Regions from separate parts of the Anas platyrhynchos genome. Here region 2 is linked to region 1. Evidence: chromatin contacts called from public Hi-C data. All regions are on one chromosome and are shown on one strand. Each heading gives the region's core, a stretch centred on a gene start, on an enhancer-like site or on the middle of the called end of the contact. The rest is flanking DNA. Distances are from core to core; before and after follow the strand shown.

Evidence for each region. Hi-C and Micro-C count contacts between places; a contact is called where the count stands out from the background.
Region 2: a Hi-C map of liver shows a contact between it and region 1, with 3 times the contacts expected there. The contact joins two enhancer-like sites. A contact is called at or near these places in 4 of 8 Hi-C or Micro-C datasets (liver, skeletal muscle, small yellow follicle and 1 more).

Annotation. Positions count from the first base shown.
Region 1 is chr21:17,804,925-17,809,130 of IASCAAS_PekinDuck_T2T, forward strand. NOL4L (nucleolar protein 4 like) reads right to left here. Exons shown (of 11, transcript XM_027472754.3): 2 at 3,942-4,097; 3 at 673-784. Among named protein-coding and RNA genes, the nearest start is that of NOL4L, 19 kb to the right of the region's middle. Within about 2 kb of position 2,212, at least 1 of the 8 cell types and tissues checked has an H3K27ac peak or open chromatin away from gene starts, as enhancers often do.
Region 2 is chr21:17,844,794-17,848,999 of IASCAAS_PekinDuck_T2T, forward strand. It overlaps COMMD7 (COMM domain containing 7), which reads right to left. Exons shown (of 9, transcript XM_038166407.2): 9 at 3,521-3,828. The coding sequence ends at 3,752. Among named protein-coding and RNA genes, the nearest start is that of COMMD7, 7.4 kb to the right of the region's middle. Within about 2 kb of position 1,953, at least 4 of the 8 cell types and tissues checked have an H3K27ac peak or open chromatin away from gene starts, as enhancers often do.

The DNA.
Region 1 (4,206 bases), core at 962-3,461:
TGATCCCATCTTACGTACTGCTTATAGCTTTTAGGCCTCAGAGCTGCAGATTGGCTCAGTTTACAAAAGAATCGTAATGAGCTAACTACCACAGTTGCCATGCTAATTGGTTGTATACACAGGCATAATATAACTTTGATTACCAAAACGCTTTCTGTTATCCAAAATGGGATCATGACGTGCATATCTATTAATTACTGCAAATTCCCTCTTTATCAGAAACTTCAGTTATTCAGACACATTCAGTGTCTTTCATTACCAAATTAATAGTTTGAAGGAAAAACTTTAGCTCAAGTTTTCTCAGAGATCTACGCTTCCACCCACATACAGTCACGAGCTGATTGCAGACCTCTCTGCAGAGGTTTTGACCCAAGCTTTGTACAGTTGCCCTGGGGAAGGTGGACCCAGAAGAGGAATCGCCTGCTTGGAAGGAAAGCGGGGCTGAGCAGCCCCTTCCCACTCCCTCTGCTGAAAACAGTGCATGAACAGTGATGGACAACACGAGTTTTAAACAATTCTTTAGGCTTTCCTGCAAAAACGCACTGAAAATAGCCCAGGTTGGGAAAACATTTCGTACAGACACATCCCATGAGGGGCAGCCACCGACAGCTCTCTGGTGATGTCTGGTTTGGGATGCTGCCCGCTCTGCTAGTGCCATCCCATTGCCTTTACCTTTGGGCTCCAGTCCGTTGGAGTTGAAATGCATCCTCTTCTGGCACTCGGTGCAGCTCATCAGGAACCTGGTCACAGCTTCTCTTGGGAGAAAGGCGTAGGTCTCTGCAATCTGGAGAAACAAAGAGAGGGCTGCATGGCCTGCCTGAGAGCCCGAGGACCAGGGTACGTCCAGCACCGTCCCCCCTCACCCTGCACAGCCCAGCGAGCTGGGGTATGGGGCAGCAACGGGGTGCTGCTCCCAGCCCTGCCCTGCCCCATGCAGCACCCGTCCTGCAAACACGCTTTGGAGGGCAGCCGAGCAAAAAGGGCCAGGTTCAGCCCCCCCGCCCCAAAACTCCTCTCTGCTCCTCCTTGGAATCTGAGAAGAAGGAAGCTACGAATGAATCAAATGAGAAAGTAAGGCCTCTCCAGCTCTGTTTGCATTGTTAATTACCATCGCACCAGTAACCTGAAGAATCCATTAATCTTTTGTAAGGGCAGGTCACTTTTTCCCACAATGACAATCAATTACTGTTAATAATACTTTGCACTTTTGTGACATATTTTATCTAGGGAATTGAAAACATTTTTACAAATAGCAATGAATTAAATCCCCTGAACCTTTGTGGGAAATGTGTATTTTACGGATGAGGAAGAGCTAAGGGTAAATTTTTTAAACTCGGATACCTGAAGTTAAAACCCTATATCCAGACCTCAGCACCCACAGTAGGCACCTGGATGTTGTGGGCCCCTGCTGTTCCAATTAGTCCCTGCCAGCAGCAATCTTACAGTGTTTCTAAAGACCACGTTTGGGTTATTTGGAGAAAAGAGGAGGCAATTTCAATTTTAATGTAAAGATTTCTTCAAGGCCGTTAAGAGACCACGGAGTCCGACCTTCTGTATAGCACCAGGCAGGGAGCTTCACCCAGGTTCTCCTGCAGCCCAGCAGCCTAAAACATCTTCCAGGAAGACATCTGGTCTTAATTGGGAGACATTAAGAGGGTGGAGAGTCCACCTCTCACGTTGGGGTTGGTTCCTCCAGCTAATCACCCATCCTGTTTGGTCTAAGCGCCTTGTCCCAGTGCAGCGGTTCCCAAACCAGGGCCATGACCCCAGCAGGGGTCACAGCACTTACAAGTGGGGTCATAAAGCAGACAGAAATTCAATTGTTCGGGCCCCTCCTCGGGGCGGCGAGCCCAGCAGAAGCGGGGCTCACACGGGAAGCGGGGCTGCAACCAGACACCCGGGGAGCCACGGCAGCGGGGCAGGGCAGCCCGGACCCCCACAGCCCCCTCCAGCCAGGGGCTTCAGCCTCCCACCTCATTTCATTAACAAAATCAAAGGTGCAGGATTTCCAAGCTTTTTTTTTTTTTAATCCTACGGGAAGGGGTGACGTTTAAGTCTTCCTAAATAAATGGCAAATACATTATGGAGGAAGCCTGCTGGGGCAGGGGGGTTGCGTGGTGATGGCGAAGCAGCAATGGGACCTGGTGCTGCGGTGGGAGGGAGAGACATCCATCTCCACTGAGCGGCAGCAGAGCCCAGTGTTTTACATGCATGCTAATGCCAGATGGGTAGAAAGTTCAGGCAGGGACCTCCTCGTCCCGGCGATTCAAATGGAGGATGCAGTGCCTGGTCCTCATGGGATTCTCCTTCTATTTAGGCACAGCCCCACCTAGCTCTGCTCTGGCTGCCTAGATGCCCGGCTCAGCCCCTGCCTCTGCGCGATAATTTATCCCTGCTCCAGCACCAGGAGCTCCCACGGAAACGCTGACGTTCAAGGGCCTGAAAATTGCTGCTGGCAAATGTGGAACCGCGGCGTATGCAGAGAGCTGTCCCTCCGCCTCGCCTGCGGGACCGAGCCCGGTGTCCCTGTCGCTTTTGCTCTAGCAGCCCCTCAGCTCCTGCTGCAAATGTTCAGCTAATTTTAGTGGTCCAGTTGTTATTTCTCAGCTGATTTGATGCTCTGCAGAGCAGACAGCTTCCCTGATGAGTTATCTCCCATCCAAACTCCCTTTCTGATTGCCTCCCTCTGGAGGTCAGGGACAAGGGCAAACTCTCCAGTGCCTCTCTAATCAGAAATGCTGGGGAGAGGGGGAGGCAGCTGGGGGCAGCCGAGCTCCCCGAGCCAACCGGCCAGAGCTGCAGCCCCGTGCCCAGAGGGATGCACGGTGCTGCAGGGGGAGCCTCGTCCTTCTGGGAGATGAACTGAAGGAATTAGGGAAGGGCTGTTGTGGTCCATAGGGCAGGAGGGCACGCACGCTGCAGTGCCAGCAGTGGGGACGCAGGGCAGGGCTGCACCATCCCATGGTGTGGGATGCACACGGACAGCCCCCAGCCCCGTGAGGGCTCCGGCCCTACAGCAAGCCCTGCACAACCCCAGGCATCATTGCAGAGAGTGGGGTGGCCTGTGCAGAGCTCTCTGAGCTGCTGCGGGCACCAGAAATGCCAGCTGCTGCCAGCCACTTCTGTCTCCAGGCGACTCGGTCCTTGGGGCTGTGGGATTCAGGAGAGCAGCTCGGATTTGGACAGTAAATTCAGCTCTTCTTTTAACAGGAGAGCCCAAATATTTGCATCGAAGGGCTGTGCAGAGTCAGGAGAAAGAGGGAGCTCCCTGGAGAAGCACACTTCAAGCTAAATTATTCCTGACCTAACTAGAGTGGCTTCAGGATGGATAGATCTGCTTCTCAGCAGCCGGGGAGCACCTGAGGAGACCCAGCTCGGGAACAGCCTCCATTTTCCAGAGGAGGGAGCCGAGCCCTGGGCTGCTGAGGCCAAAGCCCCCGGCGTGGTGCAGAGCGGGGCCGGGCTCTGGCTGTGCCCCAGTCCCCTCTCCTGGCTGCTGCTGCCCTTCGAGGCCCAGCCCTGACATTTCCCTGGGGAGAGGCTGGCACAGGGGAGGCAGATGGCACAGAGCAGAGCGCGGGGGACAGGGTAAACATCCCCTCACACATCAGCGATGCTGAGCATTTCTCTTTTTCTTTTTTTTTTTCCTTTTTTTTTTTTTTTCCCCAGACATGTACAGTTGCCTTTGTATGATTCATTCGGTCTTTCCTCTCCAAGCAGCCGTACTGTTGTGCTGCTGCTGCAGCCCCGCTTCCCGTCTCCTGAGCGCAGCTGCTGTGCCTTTAACCAACTCTTTTCTCACGCCTCCTCGCACAGGCAAGCGGCCTCCATCGCCTCCAGCCTGCAGCCTCCCCCTCCGGTCGTCCCGTCCCGCTGGCAGCGCATCCCGCTGCCCTGCGCACCCATCCCCTCGCCACCGGGTGCACCAAGAGGGGTCTCACCGCTCGGTAGGTTTTCTTCTGCCCGGCATGTTTGGGTGCTTTGCCCGGCTCCGACGAGCTCTCCACATGCATGGAGTATATGATGTCAAAGAAATCTTCCACCACAGCCACGCGTTTCAGAGAGATGCCCTCGGGCTCCGACAGTCCATCTGCCCCCTACAACAGTGCAGGCAAGTCGAGTTAGTGTCAGCGGTGGGTGACAGGGGTGACGAGATGGGCCCGGGGCTAATGTGGTTGGAGGGGGCAGAGTCGCAGAGCGCCAGCC
Region 2 (4,206 bases), core at 703-3,202, 40 kb after region 1:
GCCCCGGGAAGCCTGTGGGGTCACCACCATAATGGAGCGTTTGTTTCCTACCATAGGGGTCGTGGAGGCCCCGCTGTGCAAACCCAGGGCCTGGCCTCTGCTGCAAGGAATTTGCTGATCTGTGGGGTTAGGGCACCTGAACTTGTTCTTGCAATCACTCTAGACTAATGTGGAGAGCTGGGGCCAGTCGTGTTTTCACCATACCCCTGGTCCCCAGCCAGTCCCAGTGCCACTGGTCCCAGTGCAGTTGTGCCCACCAAGCCGGGGCTGTGCCAGGGGAGGACCCTCTGCTGCCAGCTCCCAGGAGGGCATCCCCCCCCCCAAGTCCTGTCTGCAGGCAGAAAACATGCAAAGCCTGGGAGCAGAAATGGAGCAAAGGACAAAGCCGTGGCTGGGTTAGCGATGCAGGCAGGCGAGGTGAGCTGGTGCTGCAGCACCATCCGCCGCAGTCCCACTGTCTCCTTCCAGCGAGGTCTGCTGGGCCCCGCCACCGTCTCTTCCACAGCAAACGCTTTCTAGGAAAAGCTCTTGGCATTTCTCCATAGGTATTTGTGTTTTCTGGTTGCGTCTGGTCTGGTTCCAGCTCCTTGCGCTGGAGACCCTGGCTGCAGGAGGGGACGGTGCTCAGTGGATGTAGCTCACGCCGGGGGGGCAGGCACTGAGGGGCTCTGCCCTGGGACTTTGGCCATGAGGAGCCCCATGCATCCCAGTGGGTCCCTGTCCCCAGGGTGGTGGCACTGCCCCAGGGCCTCTCCTGCTGCCCCTCCCAGGGGTGTGCTTGGGGCTTCTGTACCCAGGGAAACAAAGCGGGTTTGGGAGCTGCATTTTGCAGCGTGAGTTTTTGCTGGGCTGGGTCCCCAGACCGGGATGCTGCATGGCCCCAAAACCTGGAGAAATTGGGGATGGGGAGGCGTGGGGTGCGGAGGGGCAGGGCTGGCTGCTGCCACGGTGCTCGGTGCAGGACTGAAGGCACGGTGGGGGCGATCCCTCCTTGCCTGCTGGGCTGCTGCTCTGCTGCATCAGGCCCTGCACTTCCCTACGGCCTCAGTGAGGGTTTGGCCTGGTGCTGAGCTGGGCTCCGGGCTGCTCTGAGGACCGACTTTCTCCTCCCCAGCTTGTCTGTGGTCTAACCTCCAAAATCCTCGCCTACCGCAGCCCCTTCCCAGCCGCTGGCCAGCCCCAGCTCGAGCTGCCCTATTTTGCAAACAGGAAAGCCTGGCCGTGGATAAAGACCGGCTTCTCAGAAGAGCCCAGCCTGCGGCGGCTGCCCCGAGCCCTGGGAAAGCGGGGGGCTCCCGCGGGAGCTCGGCCACTGCCTGTGTGCCCTGCTCAAGGTCAGGCGGAGCCGCAGCGCCCGGTTCCTTCCTCCCTGCCGGCTGCAGCCAGGAGCGGAAGCGGAGCCTGAGTCTGCCCTGGGCAGGGGGAGGGCGGTGGGGGCCGCCGGGGCTTTTGTTCTTGGGCCTTGGGGGGCTCCTTCACATGTGAGGGAAATGGCAGCGGCGTCTCCATGAGGGGAGAGGGTGCCATGTCCTAAAGCTTCTTGGCCCCCTCCATCATCGCTATCGGCCACGGCAGCCGCATTGAATCTGGGGGGGGGGGGCAGACTCTGTGGGTGCAGCCTCTGTCCCCCCTCCGTGGCTTTGTGGGAGGCTGGAGGGGCAGGCGGGAGCACAGGGCGCTGCGTTGTGCCCCCCAGCTTCAGGAGAGACCTCCTGGGGTGCAGTGGGGTGCCCCCCACCACATCAAGCAGGGCTGTGATGGTGTCTGAGCGTGCGGGGGTGGCTGCCTTGAGGCTGCAGCCACGCAGAGCTGCCCCTACCCCTCTGCAGCCCCCACCGCGGGGTCTGGGCAGGAGCGGGGGGGGCTGCGGTGAGGCTGCACTGGAGGAAATGGGCCGAGAAAGCCCCGGGGGAGGCAAACCGCTGCAGAAATACAGTCGGCTTCACCCTGCGCTGCAAGAGGCCCCTGCTTCCCCCGCACCCGCTGCCCTGTGGAGATTAGCCCTCGGCTGGCTGGGCTTGACGGGCAGCCGGAAGGGACCGGGCGCCACGGGAGGCCCCCCTGCCTGCCAGGAAACCCCCAGGAACGGGCACCGCAGCAGCCCCTGCTCCTGGCACCGTCCCCACTCAGCCCTCCCCGTGCCCTGCTGCTGCTCGGGGCTGCGCTCGCTGCCCCAAAACTCCAGCACAGGCTTCAGGAGCCACCATGGGGGCACAAGGCCAGCATCGCCCCGCGCCGAGCCCCGTCCCTCCCCGCCGGGGCTGCCAGCTCCGCTCATGCACAGCCAAGTGCGCGGGATGAAAGGGGGCGGCCGGGGGGCCGGGGGGCCACGGGCAGCAGCGTGGAGGTCAGGCCGCGTCCCGGTGGCGCGGCGGCAGCTCTGTAATGCCGCCGATCAGAGATGCCCGTGGGGATTGCGGAGCAGCATGGAGGCGACCCCTGCGCTTGGGGTCAGCAGGCCGCGGTGTGCGTCAGCCCCGAGGAGCTTAATCCCAAATGGGGAGGGGGCGGCGGGTTCCTGACCCACGGCTGGGCCTGGCATCTGCCCCGGCACCGCTGTGAGCCACCTCCTGCCCTGACGGGATAGGGTCAAGCGATGCCGCCTCGGCACCGGGAGGGTGAGGAGAAACAAAAGAAATGGGCAGCAGAAAATGTAAAGGAAAAAAAAAAATCCTTTTGTCTTCAGAAAGCAGCCCTTCGGAGGCTTTCTCCCTCCCTGAAATAGCTTTTCCTGCCACCCAAAATGAGATGGAATATTTTGCAGGACATTGTCAAAGATTCTTTTTCTTTTTTGTTTTTTAAATCGCCTTAATCACGTTATTAAGCTTAAGATGCTTGTGAATGGCCTGATAGATGGGAAAATAAATATGCAGATACTGTCCCTGGGTTTGCCAGCAGGATTCCCTGTTCTGTTTTCCATGCATGCGATTCATCCTGTCCTTGTTACCAGCTCTAGTCGCTCATGCAGGACTGCATGAAATGCAATGGGGAAAATTGTCAGCTTTTCTGCAAGCTGAGAAGCTCCGTGTGGACCTGGGAGCTGCTGGAAGCTTTGTGATTCCTTTGGGAAGAAACTGCCTTCCTGTGCGTGGAGCAAATGGGGAGCAAGCGCACGCCCAGGGAGCCGCAGTGCTGCTTCTTTCAGAGCAGGCCTGCAGGATGCCACAGGATGGGGAATTACTTCAGAGGCAGGCCAGGAACCAAGAGCACCTTGCTGGTGTCCATCCCTGCACTGCCGTTTAGGCTCTTCACTTCATATCACTTCATATCAATTTTTTGATAATAGAGAAATGAGAGTCTTGGAAGTGAGCATTAAGTGATTCACTAGGTTAGATGCTCTCCTTACTTCCCTGTCCTCTCTGCTTAAATCGTACAAGATAGATAATGGTTTTTGCTTCCGTTTCTCTCTTTCTCAACAAATTAAATTCTGATACAAATGGTGCAGGATGCAAACGGATTTATTTCTTTGCTACTTTAGTACAAATATCCACATATTTCTGCCAATAATTTCTTGTAATAGTTTTAAGAAAAAAAAAAAGATATGGGTGGTCTTGTAATTGCTTCAAAACACTTTCCAAAGATCCAGGTTCTGAAGGACTGATGGGTCTCTGTGGGCCGTGACACTACTGATTGTCACACGGTCTTGTCTTCCCTTATCCCGCTGTTACAGTCAGCTGGGAAAGAACAGATCTGCAGCCCACAAGGAGAAATTAAACATCCTGGACAGATGTCAGTTCAGACCCACGTAGTTTCAGCTGAAACTCTCCAGGCTGGTTTTGACCCGTTCCATTTCATGCAGAAAACTGTAGAACTGGGGCAAAGTTAACTCTGCAGAAAAAAAAAAAAGAGGCATAAAGTCTTAGATTTCAGGTTACACACGCAACATTGGAAAAGCCATTCTGGTGCTACTGCAGAGCAACTCACGTTCACCTAAGCTAGGCAGGATTAGACACTGACTCTCAGCAGCTGTTTCTTTATGCTAGCTGGACCGTGCAGGGTGAGGATTCTCCTAACAGCAACTGCCACTTTGGAATTGTTTACTTTCTTCTTCTGTCATGCTGCTCTGACTGCTTTTCAGGGCTCTGTGGCATATCTATATTTACTCATGCAAAGATGTGAAGACTGCCCAAGAGTCAGTGTTTGTGTTTTGCAGAGCGACTGTGGCTGGGAGAGGCCAGGGCGGGAGCAGCCGCAGCATCTACCAGC